Linked DNA regions of Mus musculus: region 2 is linked to region 1. Evidence: chromatin contacts called from public HiChIP or PLAC-seq data. All regions are on one chromosome and are shown on one strand. The core of a region is the stretch at or near the end of the contact, and the rest is flanking DNA. Distances in the headings are between cores, read along the strand shown. Region 1 overlaps Osbpl3 (oxysterol binding protein-like 3). Region 2 overlaps Gm31279 (a long non-coding RNA gene).

Region 1 (7,926 bases), core at 3,979-6,478:
AGCACTGTCACTGAGTGCCACTGTGGCTTCTCTGGGTAGAGTCTGCATTTTTTTTTCTTGCCAGTGCTCAGATACCACAGGGCACTGTATGCCACACACACGCAAAAAAAATTTTTTTAAATCAAAAGGTAATAAAGATAAATAAAAAAAGAATGTTGCAAGATAGAAGGAACAAAAATGTCATACCTTCTTACTGTTGGCCCCCAATCCATTCACATGGGCTGTTCAGGGGAGTTCCCACCTGACCTGGTGAGTTAGCCCAGTCCTGGTCCCCCAAAGCCTCTCAATTTTGTGACCCCACCAGGTAATTGATGTCACTTAAATTCTTTGGCAGAAGAACTCAACAGGTGACCATCATATCCTCCTTCAAATATGAATTTCAAAACAGACATTTCATGGCTCTGGGGGAAAGTCCTTGAGGGCAGAATAGGTTCAGTGTCCCTGGGTAGGGAAATCCATGTCTGTCTGGGTGTGTGTGGTGGGGCAGGGCCGGGAGGTGGGACAGGGGCTGAAGGAACTCCACTGAGTCCTACTGCACCTGTGGATGTTCTTGTCCAGACAATATGTCCAACAGCAAGATTCCGTGTGTGAGCTGCAGAGCCCACAGATATGTCCTGTTGCTTAGCAGTTATGTCTTGGGCAAGCTACTTTGGACTTTGGTGATGGTCCCCTCTGTGTGATGAGGACACACAGGACACTTCACTCCCTTCATTACTGTCAGGACCGCCATCATAAGAGCTGTGGACACCCACCACACCATGGTAGGCTGCTGTCAGGCACAGTGTCTCATGGGTGTCTCCATCATTAGTAATAGCTATTCCTCCTCCAAGGCCTGCTTACAGAACAACATTTGTGGGGAACGAGGAAATGTGTAAGGGTTGTTTTCATAGCTTGTTAAACCTTTATACTATTTGAGGAATATTTAGCAATATCAGTAACTTCCAAATATATCTGAGGAGCCTAAAAAGAGCTAAAGTAATTATAGCCATAATGCCAAGCGAGTCATCAGCTGGCTGAAGACAGTCGTTGTGTGTGTGCTTTGGATTTTTAAAATGGTGTTCCAATTGTAAAACTGCCTGTGGTCAGCACAGTTGCAATAAGCATGTGTCTCTTCTTTGGAGACCCAAGGCGATTTCAAGCAGAGCAGTGGGACGGCCGACAGCTCTCTTGTTCTCCCCCCACCCCCTTCATCCTCAGCACTGCCTCCCATGATTTCTGAAAGGACTTGGTGACTAGAAGTCTTCCAGTGAGTCTGTGAGGTTCTGTAACCTGTCAGGTAATAAGTCTAGGAGCATTTGGGGGCCTGGATCCTCTGGCGATTTCTCTCCCAGCTCTGTACACCTCTGAGATGGGAGAGAAAGGCCGGTGCCTGTTGGCATGCCGTGACTGAGGATCCCCAGTAGCCTTCAGAATCAACATGGGCTCACCGATGCTCATCCCCTTCTAGAATCTTCCATCCTGAAGTCAGGTTTGTACTTGAGGTGATACCATTGAAGCTCTGCTTCCCAGAGCATGGGTTTCTGACATGATTTAGATGTGCTCTTAGAGTTCGTTTATTCTCACCTCTCTCTTTCTCTCAGACTTAGCATCCTTTCTGTCCTCCTAGGCCAGGCTCCATCAGCCTTTGATGGAGCACTGCCTCTGATGGAGCACTCCAGAAACTAAGGAGTACTCTTCCCTGAGCAGCTATGCCCCTGTTGATTGATTGTTAGATGGTCACCTGCAGAGCTGGACTCTACACATCAGCCTGGTTTTCTCCTTGGTGTCTGTGTCCTTTGGAGTTCTTCAAGACAGCCTGGTCCCTGGTCTTCTGGAAGTGGTCCAGCCAATGACTAACGCTCAGCCCCTCCCCCACCCCTGAATTGGGATATGTGTCCACAGGCTCTCCCCTCCCCAGCCTGTGAACTGAGATGGGTGCTCACAGGATCACCCAATGATTTCCCTTGCATTTGGCCCTCACACACCAGTCTGCCTCTGAATAGTTTCCTCTCTCTCTCTCTCTCTCTCTCTCTCTCTCTCTCTCTCTCTTTCTGTTGCTCTTTGCCCTATTGGCACTTGTAAAACCTTCGCTGAGAGACGCTTAACAAAAGGCAACTCCAGCTCATGTGATTGCAGTCTAAGTATACAGTTGGTCTGACCTCAGAGTGGTTGTTCTGCTGTCAGGTACTTCCACGTGTCCATAGAAAAATCGTGAAAGGTGGTGCTACTGACCTTTAGCCTGTCGTGACAGGTTTTACAAGATCAAAATGCCTTTAAACTCACTGATGATGTGTGTAATCAGCGGCCGCGTGAGTTAATGCTGGACGTTGCCCTCTGGGTTTTAAAAACCTGGTAAAGTGATTACAGACTAATTAGAACAACCTGCTCTTCAGTCCTGCCAGATCCCTTTCCACACTTCTCAGCTGCTGGAAGAATGGAAGTTTCAGTCGGTTCTATTTCTGATATCACAGTCAGCCAGGGGAGCTGAGAACTGGGCATGTGCGAGGGGCCTGGGAGCGGTGCAGCGTGCACACAGCTGTGCTGGAAGGAAGGCAGCAGCGCTTGCGATCCGTGCACTCAGCACTATGGAAATGAACTTGGCCCACTCAAGAGCATGAATCAATGCCTAGCCGCCTTTCTAATCACAAAGCAGCTTCTATCTTGGGCACTTTTTAGACGTTCTGTAAAATAGACTGAACTCAACGCCAGATGACGGCCAGATCGGCCTCGTTTGGGCTTTTGCAGAAGTCTTGAGAAATTGCAGCCACATTTCTCTCTCTGTCTCATGGTCTTGATGACCTTTCAGCCTGATCCATGCAGGATGAGACATTAACCCTGCATATTAGACTCAGTATTAGGCTCAGTGAGCAGAGTTAGCCATTGCAGGACCTTGATGTCTGTGGTGGCCCAAATCTGTCCTGTAGTGTGTCTCTGGTATTCACCTCACTCAGGGTGCATTCCCTATCTTCAGAGCGGCATGGTATATGGAGGGCACCAGGTGCCACTCCTCCACGGACCCTTTAGTCTGGAACACTGGCTCCTCAAATTTATTTTTTATTACATTGGTTTGTGTTTGTGAGTTTCTGTGTTTCTCTGTGTGTATACACAGGTGTGTTTAGGCACACACATGTGCACATATCCATTGCCCTGGCACATGTGCGGCGATCTGAGGACAACTTCCTGGGGTCTGTTCTCTTCTCTCATGGCTCTTCTTCCAGGGCTTGAACTCAAGTTTTTAGGCATAATAGTCACTACCTTCATCCACTGAACCGTCTCCCAGCCTGCGTCTGATTTTTCTGAATACCACAATGAGTGGGCACTCAGTGCCCTTTCCATAGACTCTTGCTGTCAGACTTGCTCAGCTGATATTTACTGAGGACACAGATGATAATAAACAAGACTGGTAAGGCAAGGAACCCACATTCTAGCTGGAAAGGCATGCAGAAGAAGCTAGGTTTTCATTCTTAGTACTTCTCTTCAAAAGAGGGAGGGGCTTTCTTCAGGGAAGAGAAGGTTTTCGTAGAAATAGAATTTCACCAGGGAAGGAGGTTAGACAGGAGTTCAGGCAGGAAGGGGGAAATGGGCAAAGGGTTAGCAGCAGTGAAATGCACGGGCTGATTTCTTACACACTTGTACGCCAGTGACCAGAGAGCTAGGAGCTCTGAGCAGGCCCAGGGCTTCTGAGCTCCTTCTTCCAGAGTCTAGAGGTGGGCCAGGATTCACCCGCAATGTCCCCCCTTACCTTGTTCACTGGAATGTACACATCTAAAGATGGGAAAAATAACACTTTCCAATGAGGGCAGAATAATTAAAATCTCGTAGGCTGTGCCATGGGGTATCTGTGGCACTTGGTAGCTTGACCACAGCAGGAAATATACCTAATTCTCTTCCTCACTTTCTACCTTAAAAAAAAGAATCCTAACAAACCTGCGGTTGAAGGGTTGAAGGCCTCAGCCTCATCATAAAGTGTGTCCACTGTGATGTTAGCCACGGGAACAGTTTCTCTGACTCTTTCAGCACATTTATTAATATCTGCTATGGACTGTTTTAGGTCAGCGAACTGACAAAAGGCTCATGACTGTGTGGATCCAGAACGATCTCTCCAGTCCTTCTGTGGTGTTACAATATTCATTTATGTGTTTCCAACACCCCCGTATTTAGTATTCCTGTGACTCCGGGGGAATGTTATGAACTGTGACTGCAACTCAACCCTTTCCTGTGAAGCCAACGACCTAGTGTCCTTGACTTGATTCGAGAGTTTAATCTATTTTCTTGACTGGAGACTGCACCAAATCCCACGTAGAGAATCCTCTGAGTGGCTACCCCGTATGCGCCACGCTGCTGGAGTTGTGCACAAGGTGAAGAAGATAGTCTCTATGGTAGTTTGGAAAGAAAATTTGAGCTATGGGGCTCAAATGCAAAATCAGCAACTTATGAGCTAATTAAATGATAAATTACCTGGTAGTGCACAGTGACTACTTTACCACTGAGTTGACTCCTGCCGAGCAGACTTAACGGCTGAGCTGAGCTGTTTCTAGGTAACTGACATCAAGCAGGTCCTTATTTACAAAGATGTCTCATGGCACTTGCAGAATCTTTCTGGATGTGGGACACCCTTGTCATTGTGCCAGGCTGGGGATTCATTCAGAAAGTTTCTTATTGTCTTTTTGTCCCTTCACTTGAAGCTGAGATGCAAGAGACTTCTTCCCAACGCTGTCAATCAGCAGTGCCCCAGATTCCCCAGCCTCCGAGGGAACAGCTTCAGGCCACTGTCAGCCTCGGAGATCGAGGCTGCATCTTAGCTGTCACCAGCTAGCTCAGCAGTGACTTAGGAAGAAGCAAGCATTTGAATGATGAAGACAGGGCCTACAAAGGGCCCTTGCACCTTCTCTCCCAGCCAAGGAGAGCCTGCCTTTTCTTCATGGGGTAAATCTGGCTTTTCTGCTCGCCAGCACTTTCAAGTTCTTAACCTTGGAAGAAGATGAAACCTACAAACAGATGACATTTAGCAGGAACATAAATACATGCCCTTCCTCAATTGTTGACTTGAAGGGAGAGCAAACCTACTATAAACCCCAGGGAGGAGAAAACCCTATCTCCAGAATTCTGGGGTACCTCCTTTCTCACCAGAGTCAGTAAAGCCACGTTTGAAATTCTGTTCTTCTTTCCCATTCAGCCATGGGTAAGACCACATCTACGTTTCCCCTACTCTGGGAAGCATGGAGTAATGACTCATCCCTCCTGGAATTTGCACTGAGTGCAACTGAGAGGAACGGAGCAGACGTGGCGGCTGTCCTAGAGTTAGTGCTCTGTGCTTTGCCTTTTGCCTGGGAGTCTGAGGACAACTCGGAAGGCTGATCCACTTGAGTGCTTTCTATAGGACTGGCCGAGGATTCTTATGTGATGGTACCACACACACCCATCTTTCACAAGTGCGGGCCTATTGTATGTAATCTGAAAACAGTCATTTGACCTAAGGACACTGGACACAATTCGAATGTGTGCCACAATATAGCCTTCCGGGAACATGAGCCTGTAGCTTTTGTTCCACAGCTAGAGTTAGTTATCAGGAGCCTCCTGTTCCCAAGGCAGGAGGAAATGGGAGGTGCTCTCAAGGGGCTCAGCCTCATCCACACTACCACGAGCAAGGGGAAGTCCTTGGAAGAAAGGTTTAACACTGGAGTGATGGAGTCAGGGGGTGAAGGAATGCTTTCCTCTGGAGGAGCGGCGTCACTGTGGGGCCTTAGAGAGTCACAGCATTGAAACGGGTAAAGCACGGTTCTAGCAGTGGCTTTGCAAGCTGAAGTGAAAGGTTTCAGGATCGTTTGGTGTTTTACAGGCAGTGTGCTGAGCTGCTTATCACTAAGCAGACAGTTTCCCTGTTATTGTCTGGGCGTAATTGAGCGGCTGGACAGCTGCTGGTGGTTATTATAACAAAATCTCATTCAGTGCTGCTACCTCGCCAAAAAGTTTCTCTAAATTAAACACTGAATAGCACCCACCATCGCCCTTTCAACCATTGAAGAAATCCCTTTTACAGCTCCAGATTCTGAGATACCTACAGTGGTTATTTTTAAAAACTAGGCTGTGTCTTTATCTCCATTCACAGTGAAAAGGACTCAGATAAAAGGCAGTTGATCAAAGAATTCAGTTGCTGATGTAGGGAAGGTTGCTAGAGAGGATGCGCTGGGCTTTGGGAAGGATGGAAAAGAGCCCTGCAGGACCTCTCCCTGCCCTCTGCTCTGGGGCTGATCCCGATATGCGATCTAACTCCTGGCGACCACTAGTTGGCCTCTAGCTGTGCCATCTGCCCAGGGGTGGGAGCTTTGACTCAAAGCCAGAGTCAAACAAGAGATCTTCTCCAGTATCATACGTATGCAAAACTATATTACCCATTGTGAGAGATATTTTATATTGTATCTAGTGTATGTATCCAGACTCAAGTTGTATTCCAGTGTGTGCATTCCATGTGTATTATGTCCTAATCAACCAATCATCATCATCATCAAGCAATGATTTAAGTATTTTAAAAGAAAATTTCAGAATTTTTATTATTTTTCCTTTGATTACTTTTGAAATTTGTTTTCATTTAGTAGGAATAACTTCAATAGCCAATGATGGGGGAATTAATTAAAGCAGCCATTTGTGCTCCTTCAAAACTAAAAAAGAACCCAGGCCCAAATTATAAAGAATTTGTTGTTGTTCGTGTTGCTTGCTCTTTTTTTTCCTTGCTGTGTGACATAGGCAGCCTCAGACACTCAAGTCCTGGGATTGTAGCATGTCTTAAAAAGAAAAGTCTCTTGGATAAGAAAGGGGGGGGTTAAAATTTTCTGAGAGAAAGGGGGAAAAATACTCCAGACAAAACTCTTTCCGATGGTTTTGCGTTTCTGCTACTTCAACCCCTAGAATTTGGAGACAGTTATCCATGGAGCCACTGTTTCAGTCAGCTCAAAAGGTTCCCTAGCTTGCATCCAATTCCATTTTGCAGATACTTCAGTTTCAAATACTTTTTACTTATGTCTATATGTCTCTGTGTGTGTATATGTCACTGTGTGTGTATATGTGTGTATATATCACTACACAGGCGTGTAGTGACTGCCCATGGAGGCCAGTAGGGGTGGGAGGTGAGATCCTCTGGGGTTAGAGTTCAGGCATTTGTTAGCCACCTGATGTGGGGCTGGGATTGGAACTCAGGTCCCTTGGCAGAGCCGCAGGTACCCTCAACTGTTGTGTCGTCTCTGTCACCCCACTTTCCAGCCATTCCCCTATCATGCACAGTGCACAGACACATACAGCTTCTTGCTGACGTATGTGACATTGGTTAACATTAGCCTGAACTCTGCTGACTGAACAGTACCCGTGAGATGACATCAAAGTGAGCAAAAATGCAATTCACAGTAAGATCTTTCCCTTCAACTGTGCTGTCAAAGACTAAAAAAAAGAGATACAGTCCTTCTTTTTTTATTTTTAAAAAGAGCCTCTTTTTAAAGAAATCCAATTTGATGCTATTAAACTACAGCCTTGAATCTATAAAGTCCAATAAATGGATGGGAATTAAATTTACATTTCTTCTTATCAAATGTATCCAGGCTCCCTGTCTTGGATCGTTTCTCAGTAGCTTGCTGCTTAGTGTTACTACCTTTTAAAGTTGTGACATTTGGCCTGTTTCTTCCACTGGGACAGGACAGCTGGGAAGTCGTGGAAGGATTGAGAGGGGAAATGACTTACACCCAGGAGCCGCCAGTGCAGAAAGGATTTTTGCTGAAAAAGAGGAAGTGGCCCTTAAAAGGCTGGCACAAGGTAAGACATCAGTGGTGGCCGCTCCCTGGTGGGCACACACTCTACCCTCAGTATTAAATTTGAGAACTAATATTCTATCTGAATTTGGAGACCGGAGGAGGGATGTTAGCATGCGTGTTTTGCTAAGTTCTGTTTGCTTCCCCACAG
Region 2 (7,926 bases), core at 2,454-4,953, 170 kb before region 1:
ATGAAGTGTTTGCCAGTGGATCAAGTTGCTGCTGCTGCTGTTGCTGCTGCTGCTGATTCCTGTGAACTGAACTGCTGATTTCCTGACAACACAGGATTTGCTCCAAAGAACAATTTTCTAGACAGGTCCGCTTCCCCCTGTATCCTAATAGCTGTTCTTTTCCACTACCTCTGGTGTTTGGTGGGCTGGAAGGAATGTTAGGCATTTAAGAACCCTTATTAAAGGAGGGTTTAAAAAGTCAAAGCAGCATAGAACCTTTATTTGATGTATTTACAAGATGACTAGGACTAAAATCTTCAGGGCAGATCATCCATGGTGAAACACTGATGACTGTTTAAGAGTTACCAACATGGACCCCTGTCCCTCGAAAAAAAATGTCCTGTCCTGGTTTGGAACTCTGCCAGCAAGGAGATGATTACCAGATACCGTCTCCTGACTTTGGGTCCTCTTTCCTTTATAATACACCCAGTCTGTGGACTTGCGCTATCAGCCACAAGAAACAGGCTAGGACAGTGAACAATGCCTGAATCTACTAACTGACTGCTTTCTCTTGCCCATCCTAACTCAGGATGTTAAAAGCACTTGCAGTGCAGTACATCTCCATTCGTGTTGATTTTATTCTTGAAATGCCCACGTATTCTTTCTTTCTTCTCCATCTCCTTGCCGACGCCCCAGTCCAGGTCTTTAGCCTGGTTGTCTGTTTCTCCCTTGTCTCTTGCCGGGATTCCTGGCTCTGGATGTTTAACACGTCACACACTGCTCCCCTTCCTTAATCATTCCTTCTTTTGCTTCAGCAAGTGGTGTCTTAGGAACACAGAAACTAGAAGATGAAGGCTCAGATTCACCTGGCCCATCACCCATTCCTTCCCAGTGTAAGAGCCAGAACCCTCAAAAGCACCCCAGTATCTGGTTCATAGACCTTTACCATCACATCAGAGCAGTTCCAACCTTCCCTCTTTGTTTATTCTTCTGGGGTCATTTTGCTTGACTGAAGTTCACAACCAGACAGAAACTAAAGACTCACTTTCTAGACATGGACTCTTTTTTTTGTTTTGTTTTGTTTTGTTTTGTTTTGTTTTCCAAGACAGGGTAGCTCTGTGTAGCCCTGGCTGTCCTGAAACTCACTCTGTAGACCAGGCTGGCCTCAAACTTAGAAATCGGCCTGCCTCTGCCTCCCAAGTGCTGGGATTTAAGGAGTGAGCCACCACCGCCCGAAGCGACATGAACTCTTCTTGGTAGAAAATGTCAGGGCCAGATTTTCACTTCCAAACCAGTTGATTCAAATAGTAGTGGGAGAAGAGCAATCCAGGAAGGCTGCCAGGCATGGGTGAACTCCCTGCAGGTACGAAAAGCATTCAGCACTGAGCTGGGAGGAGACGGAGGTGCCATTTCAGAACATGAGTAGGGACATTCATTTCAGTTCATGGTCGCAGGGGGTTCAGTCTATAACGGTGGGAAGAAAGCAGCAGAGCGGGATTTACATCTGGGCAGACCAGGGACTGGAGATGGGGATACTGTACTGAGCTGACATGCTTCTCTTCGGGGGCAGAGTGCAGCCACGGCCAGGTCCACTCACCCCAGGGACGGTCTTTCTCCCCGAGTTCATCCACTCCTATAACAGCGAGAGGTGGAGAGGAGTGCCTCCCGCTACTGATGGACTCTAAATCCAGCCAGGCAAAGAGTGAGAGCTAAATGCCATGGTCTCTTTGCTTTCCGCCTTGTCTATTTTTAGTTACAGGCAGCATGGAAATTACAAGAAATCGCATTTCTGGCTTTCCTTTTACAGTTTTATCTAAATGAAGGATTTGTAGTTTCCAACCTTGACAGTAGGAACGGGGGTGGCGGGGGCGGGAGGTGGAGTGGGGCGGGCGGTGGCAGCCCACGCTCTGTAACCAAATAGAGCAGTCTCCAAATCTGCTTTGTTCTAAATTGTGAAAAAATCTGTCTGGTGAAAACCAAAAGCAGACACAGGTCGGTCGGGTTCTGACCGGAATGTGGCTAAGGCGTTGTCCTTTCCTGGCCAATCATATTCTTTTATGGAGCTCCTGGTTTATAATTATTTTCCTTCAAGTCATTAGAAGGGTTAAGATGATAAGTTTTATATTTTATCACAATTTTTAGAAAACAGTCACACCAGACAAGAAATTTTACTTCTGGGTTTCCTGTTCAAAGATGCATAAAATATTCCAGAATATCTGGGTCAGAAGTCTTGAAGTCACCTAGTACCCGGGTTATCAAGCGCTCACTTCCCGTTTCTTAGTCATACTTTAGATTTAAGACAAGGTAAAAGCTATATAAAAACAAAGACTATGTAAAACAAGAATAGCCGGTAAGAAGCGGAGCCAGGGAAATGGCTCAGTGGGTAAAGAACTTGCCTTCCAAGCCCAGTGACCAGAGTCAGGAGTCCCCGGAACCTAAGAAAAAGCCAGGTGTCATAATGAGCACTTGGGTTCTCAGGACTTCAACTCAAGGTGGGAGACAGAGACGGAGACAGAGCCGGAGAAATGGCTCAGAAATGCGTGGGCAAGCTCAGCTAGAAGCAGGCAGGCAGGCAAGGCCTCACCTCAAAAATGAGGAGGGAGCAAAGCCGCAGCAACTCCTGAACGTGTCCTCTGAGAGGGGAGCATGCGTATCCTGCTCCCCACAACCCCACCTCTTCGTTTTCCTCTAAGATTTTTTTTTCAAAGCTCAAAGCAATAATAATTTTCAAAAGGAGAATGTTTAAAGTATTTTTATGACTTCAAAATTTATTTTTTAAGATTATTTTTTTCAACATAGGATTTAATTATGAGATCAATACAGATGTAAAAATGAAGATATATTCAGGGTGTTACTAATAAGAAAACTAGTAAGGGTCCTTCAATCAGCATTGAGCATGAGGAGGCTAGGAAGCATTTTCACAGCCGAGGAACACTGAAGAGTACTGGGGTAGAAGCATAGATGGTGGGACCCTGACCAGCCCTGGGCAAAAATGGTTTTGTATCAGTAATTTGTTTCTTTCAGTCACCAAATGGCCTCCACAGAACCTGAATGGGAAACCCCTAGAGGGGCTGACTTGGGGGAGGGGGGAGTCTAGAAAATACAGTTTCCAACAAAACACCATTTTTTTCTCTGTATCTGAAGCCGGCTGAGAGGAGACTAACGTAAAAATCCATGCTGGCTTGGGACGGGCTGAGAAGCGGTCTCCTTTAGCAGGCATAGTGGAGGCTCACGCCCTGACTCTGACTCAGGTTTAATTTGTCTCAGAATCCAACTGTGAGGCTGATTTGCGAGTGCCACCCACGGATCTCCCAATCCCATAATAGTCCCATAGGAGCGATGACCTTTTCTGGTATTTTCATTATTACGTCAGGGCAGAAACATTTTTTTTTCAGCTACACAAATTTCCCCTTTTATTAGTTTTGAATATTTTCATCTAGTTACACAATTCATTCTTTTCAGGACTTTTGTTTTGTTATTTTAAATATTGAGAACTTAATCTGTCCCTCACCAATTAAACTGTCTGAGTTACTGTATCAGGGAATCTCTCCAGGACCTCACGACCCTCTGTAGCATTAAGCTATAGGAAGAAAAAAAAATCAAAATTAACCACAGTTCTCTTTATGGATCTTAAGAGAGGTTGTAAACTACAAGACAACAGGAATCCCTAGGACCAAGTGCCTTTTCCTGTGGCAAGACTTTGGCCACAGTCCCTTCTGAGACTTGTCTGACTTTACATAACAAAGGAATTGTGACAGCCCAAGTTCAGAAACTCAGGTGGGAACTCAGCCTTCCAAACCCACAGAAGAGAATTAAATTATTAAATGTGACTCTGAGAACCCACTTTCCCCATTGGAAAATACCATCTTTGCCTATATGAAGAGACACCCTCTGACACACACACGCACACGCACACTAGAAGGGGGTCAGCCTTGGATTCTGTGGTGTAGAAGGGAATGTGCGGCCAGAAGGAACTTATTACCTAGTGCCATTCACCTCACTACCACAAGGTGTCGCTGTTGAATCCTAGCAATCCATTCTACTTTGCACCTTTCTGTCCTTTTCCTATTTTAGATTTTTTTTTTTTAAGGGATGGATTGAAGAACAAAAATTAAATCTAAAATTCTGTTGCCAAATGTCATGCTATAATAGGTCATAGTTCACAGGAGAGGCTTAAGCATCGAGTTGCTGCCATCTGGCTCTGCTCCCTCTGGACTGTACCCGCAGGGTTCTCACTCCAGGTGCTCTGAAGCAAGCACATGGGCACAGACACGTGTCCTAAATCCCAAGAGCTTTGACACACTGGGATGTTTGTTTTGAAGTGTGTATTCTCTAGCACCATTGTTTCTTTCTGTTTTAGAGAATCATTCTTAGCAGCAGCCACGCTGCCCTATCGCCCCTTTGCAGAGAGGCCCCTTCACACGGCCTGTCTCACTTCTAGAATCTGTCTGATTTCTCTACTTCCTGCAAGCACTGATCTGATATACTCATTGTCTCCCCTTCCTTGCCTCCATTTTCTTCCTAGTCAGTCTTGTTGCCGAAGTGTTCTCTGCAAACACTGCTTGCCAGACCCGTGGAACAGCTGAACTGCCCTCTCTCACCTGGGTTGTAACGCCTTCCCTCAGGTGCAACGCTCTTGTCTCCCAGTCGCACTCTTCTGGTTTTAACCTCTGGCCTTCCAGAGAGGTTAAACCTCTGGCCTTCCTCTCTAGGCATGTCAGCTCCTCTTGTGGTTAGCTTTAATTGTCAAATTGATACAATTGTATCACTGTAGTAATCCCTTGGGAAGAGAGTCTCAATGAGGGATTGTCCACATTGGCTTGGCCCACGGGCATGTCTGTGGGGATTTTCTTAATTAGGTTAATTGAAGGCCCAGCCCACTGCGGTGTCGGCATTCCCTATGGAAGGGGTCCGGAACTGTATTATGAGGAGAGAAATGAAGTTGAGCGTAAGCAGGCAAGCAAATCAGTACGGAGGCTCTCATCGCCCTCTGCTTTTGATGTGGGTGTGATGCGACCCACTGTCTCAAGCTCATGTCACTGAGACTTCAGTGCAGTGACGCATTGTCACCTGTAATTGTGAACTGAAATAAATTCCTTCCTCCCCTAAGTTGCTTTCTGTCAGCAGCAACAGAAATGAAACTAGAATAAGGTAACGTAATATGGCCCTACGACTTACTGCACTATCAGCATACACTGCCCCCAGATTCTTTCTGCCACTCCAGCATCTGTGTCTGGCTGACTTTTGACACCTCCGATTTCTCATCAAAAGTGTCTCAACCTTCACAAATCAGCACCCGATTCTTCATTTTTCTCTTCACTCTACTCAACCCTCATCCATTTCAGACTGGTGTTTTTGTTTTGTTTTTAGGCATTTTTTATTAGATATTTTCTTCATTTACATTTCAAATGCTATCCCCAAAGCCCCCTATACATCCCCCGCCCTGCTCCCCAACCCTCCCACTCCTGCTTCCTGGCCCAGGCATTCCCCTGTACTGGGGCATATGATCTTTGCAATACCAAGGGCCTCTCCTCCCATTGATAGCTGACTAGGCCATCCTCTGCTACATATGCAGCTAGAGACACAGCTCTGGGGGTACTGGTTAGTTCATATTGTTGTTCTTCTTATATGGTCGCAGACCCCTTTAGCTCCTTGGGTACTTTCTCTAGCTCCTTCATTAGGGGCCCTCTGTTCCAACCAATAGATGACTGTGAGCATCCACTTCTGTATTTGCCAGGCATTGGCATAGCCTCACAAGAGAGAGCTATATCAGGGTCTTGTCAGTAAAATCTTTCTTGCATATGCAATAGTGTCTGGGTTTGGCGGTTGTATATGGGTTGGATCCCCGGGTGGGGCAGTCACTGGATGGTCTTTCCTTCCATCTCAGCTCCAAACTTTGTCTCTATAACTCTTTCCATGGGCATTTTCTAAGAAGGAGCAAAGTATCCACACTTTGGTCTTCCTTCTCTTGAGTTTCATGTGCTTTGCAAATTGTATCTTGGATATTCTAAGTTTCTGGGCTAATATCCACTTATCAGTGAGTGCATATCATGTGTGTTCTTTTGTGATTGGATTACCTCAGACTGGTGTTTTTATGCACCCCATTTCCTCAGGCCAGGCCCTAATGAATCATCACAGATTCTTTGCTCTCAAAATCATCTGAGAACCCAGTTAATTCTCTACTGCTCAGCCTCCTGAGTGCTGGGATCCCATCCAAGTGTATCATTAACAGAGCATTTCTCTCTATCTCCATGATCACACCTTGTAATAACATAGTTTTCATTGTTATAATGAAACATCAAAAGCAGGCTAGTTATGAAGAAAAAAGGATTTATTTAGCCAAAATCCAAACAGCTCAGTGTGGCGGTGTGCTTTCGGGACTGGGTCCCCGGGTAGCATTGTGTGCGGTCTATCGCAGCTGCAGGATTGCTTGAGGGAAGAAGAGTTCACCTTTGGAACTAGAAACCAGAGAGACCGGGAGGGTCCAGCAGGCCATCGGAACAAAGCCCTTTCAAGCACTATTCAGAGAACACGGAGCAACAAGACTGGGAAGAAAACGGAGGCAAGCAAGTAGAGACCGTGAATATATCAGAGCAGTGTTTGCAGTAAGTAGAGAAATCAGACAGAATCTAGAACTGAGGGGAAAAAAAGAGACATCTAATCCTTCTGAGTTCCTGCCCCAGCTGACCTAGGCACCTCCCACTACACTTACCTCCCCAAACTTCCACCTCAAGGACCCAGTCCTGAGGCATGAACTGTGGGGAACAGGTCACATCCAAACCTCCACCTCCACGGAGCAGGTCGGCAAGGTCTTAGCCATTGAGGTGGGCTCACTGCTTTGACCCTGGACCACCATTTGCAATCTATTCTTCACACGCTAAACAAAATATACATTTACCAAAGTAGCAAAATAAGTCAGATCAAGCCACCATGCCCTGCTCAGAACATTCGGCTGACTTCACTTCTGCATCCTGAAGATGATCTCCAGATGGCTCTCTAAGGCCTGCCCAGCCTTAGGGACCCAGCTCTCTGAGACCTCTCCTACTTTAACCTTTTCAGCACTGAAACCTGCTCACTCCACCCCACTTCTTTCAATGGCTACTCCCTTGGTTTGGAATCCTCCCTTCTCCTGGGGTTGGCACAAAGATGGTTTTGCTCTGCTTCGGTTTTCCTTACTGGACCCACCACCTCCTGCCCTTAGGTTGTCAGCATATTTATTGTTTGGTTCCAGGAGGGCAGGACTTCAATGAGTACAGTCCCCCCAGCACTCGGACATATAGTGGATGGGCGCTCCATGGTTACTGAATGAGGGAAAGAAAGGGGGCATGTGTCTTTTTTGAAGACAGGGGACAGATCACTGGGACTGAATTTAAAGCTTTGTTGGAACATTTTGACCTGTGTTGGTATTTCAGAGGGTTAAAAAGTACCACCTGGTCTTGACCAACCTTGTCCCAGTCACCATCTTGTACTGTGCTACCGTTCACCCCAAAGTAACAGGGCCAAGTGCTCCTGGGCTGGGGGCTGCGGAGCCATGAGCCCATCCTCCTTCTCAGTTTATTCACTCAGGCATCTTGTCACAGCAACAGAGGCCGATTGACACAGCTTCTAATCTTCTCACGGCTGACAGTGCCAACAACAAATCAACAACAGTGGCAGGACCAAAACTTCATTTAAATCTATTGCATCTCAATTTTCAGTTTTTTTTTTTAAACTTATTTTCTTAGGACTTTGTAGCAGTATTCTTAGTGTTGCCAAACTTACTGAGGATCTGTGACTACCATGTCGGTGAGCTTCCAAGATGTTTTCTGGGAGCAAATTGATCCCAATAAAAGACTCTCACCAACCCACAAAGGGCTTCTTCATGCAGTCACATTGGCATATGAGTCAGCTGATAGCCTCTGTGTAGCCAGGTCACGCGGTCTGGGATGACTTAGGATGTTGGATGGT

Evidence for each region. HiChIP or PLAC-seq counts read pairs in DNA pulled down with a chosen protein or histone mark.
Region 2: an H3K27ac HiChIP or PLAC-seq map of embryonic fibroblasts shows a contact between it and region 1, with 8 times the contacts expected there. The contact joins two enhancer-like sites. A contact is called at or near these places in 1 of 39 promoter capture datasets (the HPC-7 cell line), 1 of 15 datasets of contacts at CTCF or cohesin (the NIH/3T3 cell line), 45 of 484 Hi-C or Micro-C datasets (B cells, the Ba/F3 cell line, the C2C12 cell line and 27 more), 19 of 115 datasets of contacts at active chromatin or transcription factors (the NIH/3T3 cell line, PVALB interneurons, T-cell acute lymphoblastic leukemia and 15 more) and 4 of 9 other capture datasets (adipose tissue, embryonic stem cells, liver and 1 more).

What each region holds. Positions count from the first base shown.
Region 1 is chr6:50,352,838-50,360,763 of GRCm38.p6, reverse strand. It overlaps Osbpl3 (oxysterol binding protein-like 3), which reads left to right. Exons shown (of 24, transcript NM_001347213.1): 4 at 7,663-7,779. Among named protein-coding and RNA genes, the nearest start is that of Gm52900, 25 kb to the left of the region's middle. Within about 2 kb of position 5,228, at least 99 of the 459 cell types and tissues checked have an H3K27ac peak or open chromatin away from gene starts, as enhancers often do. A contact at or near this core is called in the C2C12 cell line, the NIH/3T3 cell line, PVALB interneurons and 3 more, where this site is marked.
Region 2 is chr6:50,522,953-50,530,878 of GRCm38.p6, reverse strand. The region is part of intron 1 of Gm31279 (a long non-coding RNA gene); the gene reads right to left. Among named protein-coding and RNA genes, the nearest start is that of Gm26289, 13 kb to the left of the region's middle. Within about 2 kb of position 3,703, at least 68 of the 459 cell types and tissues checked have an H3K27ac peak or open chromatin away from gene starts, as enhancers often do. A contact at or near this core is called in the C2C12 cell line, the NIH/3T3 cell line, PVALB interneurons and 3 more, where this site is marked.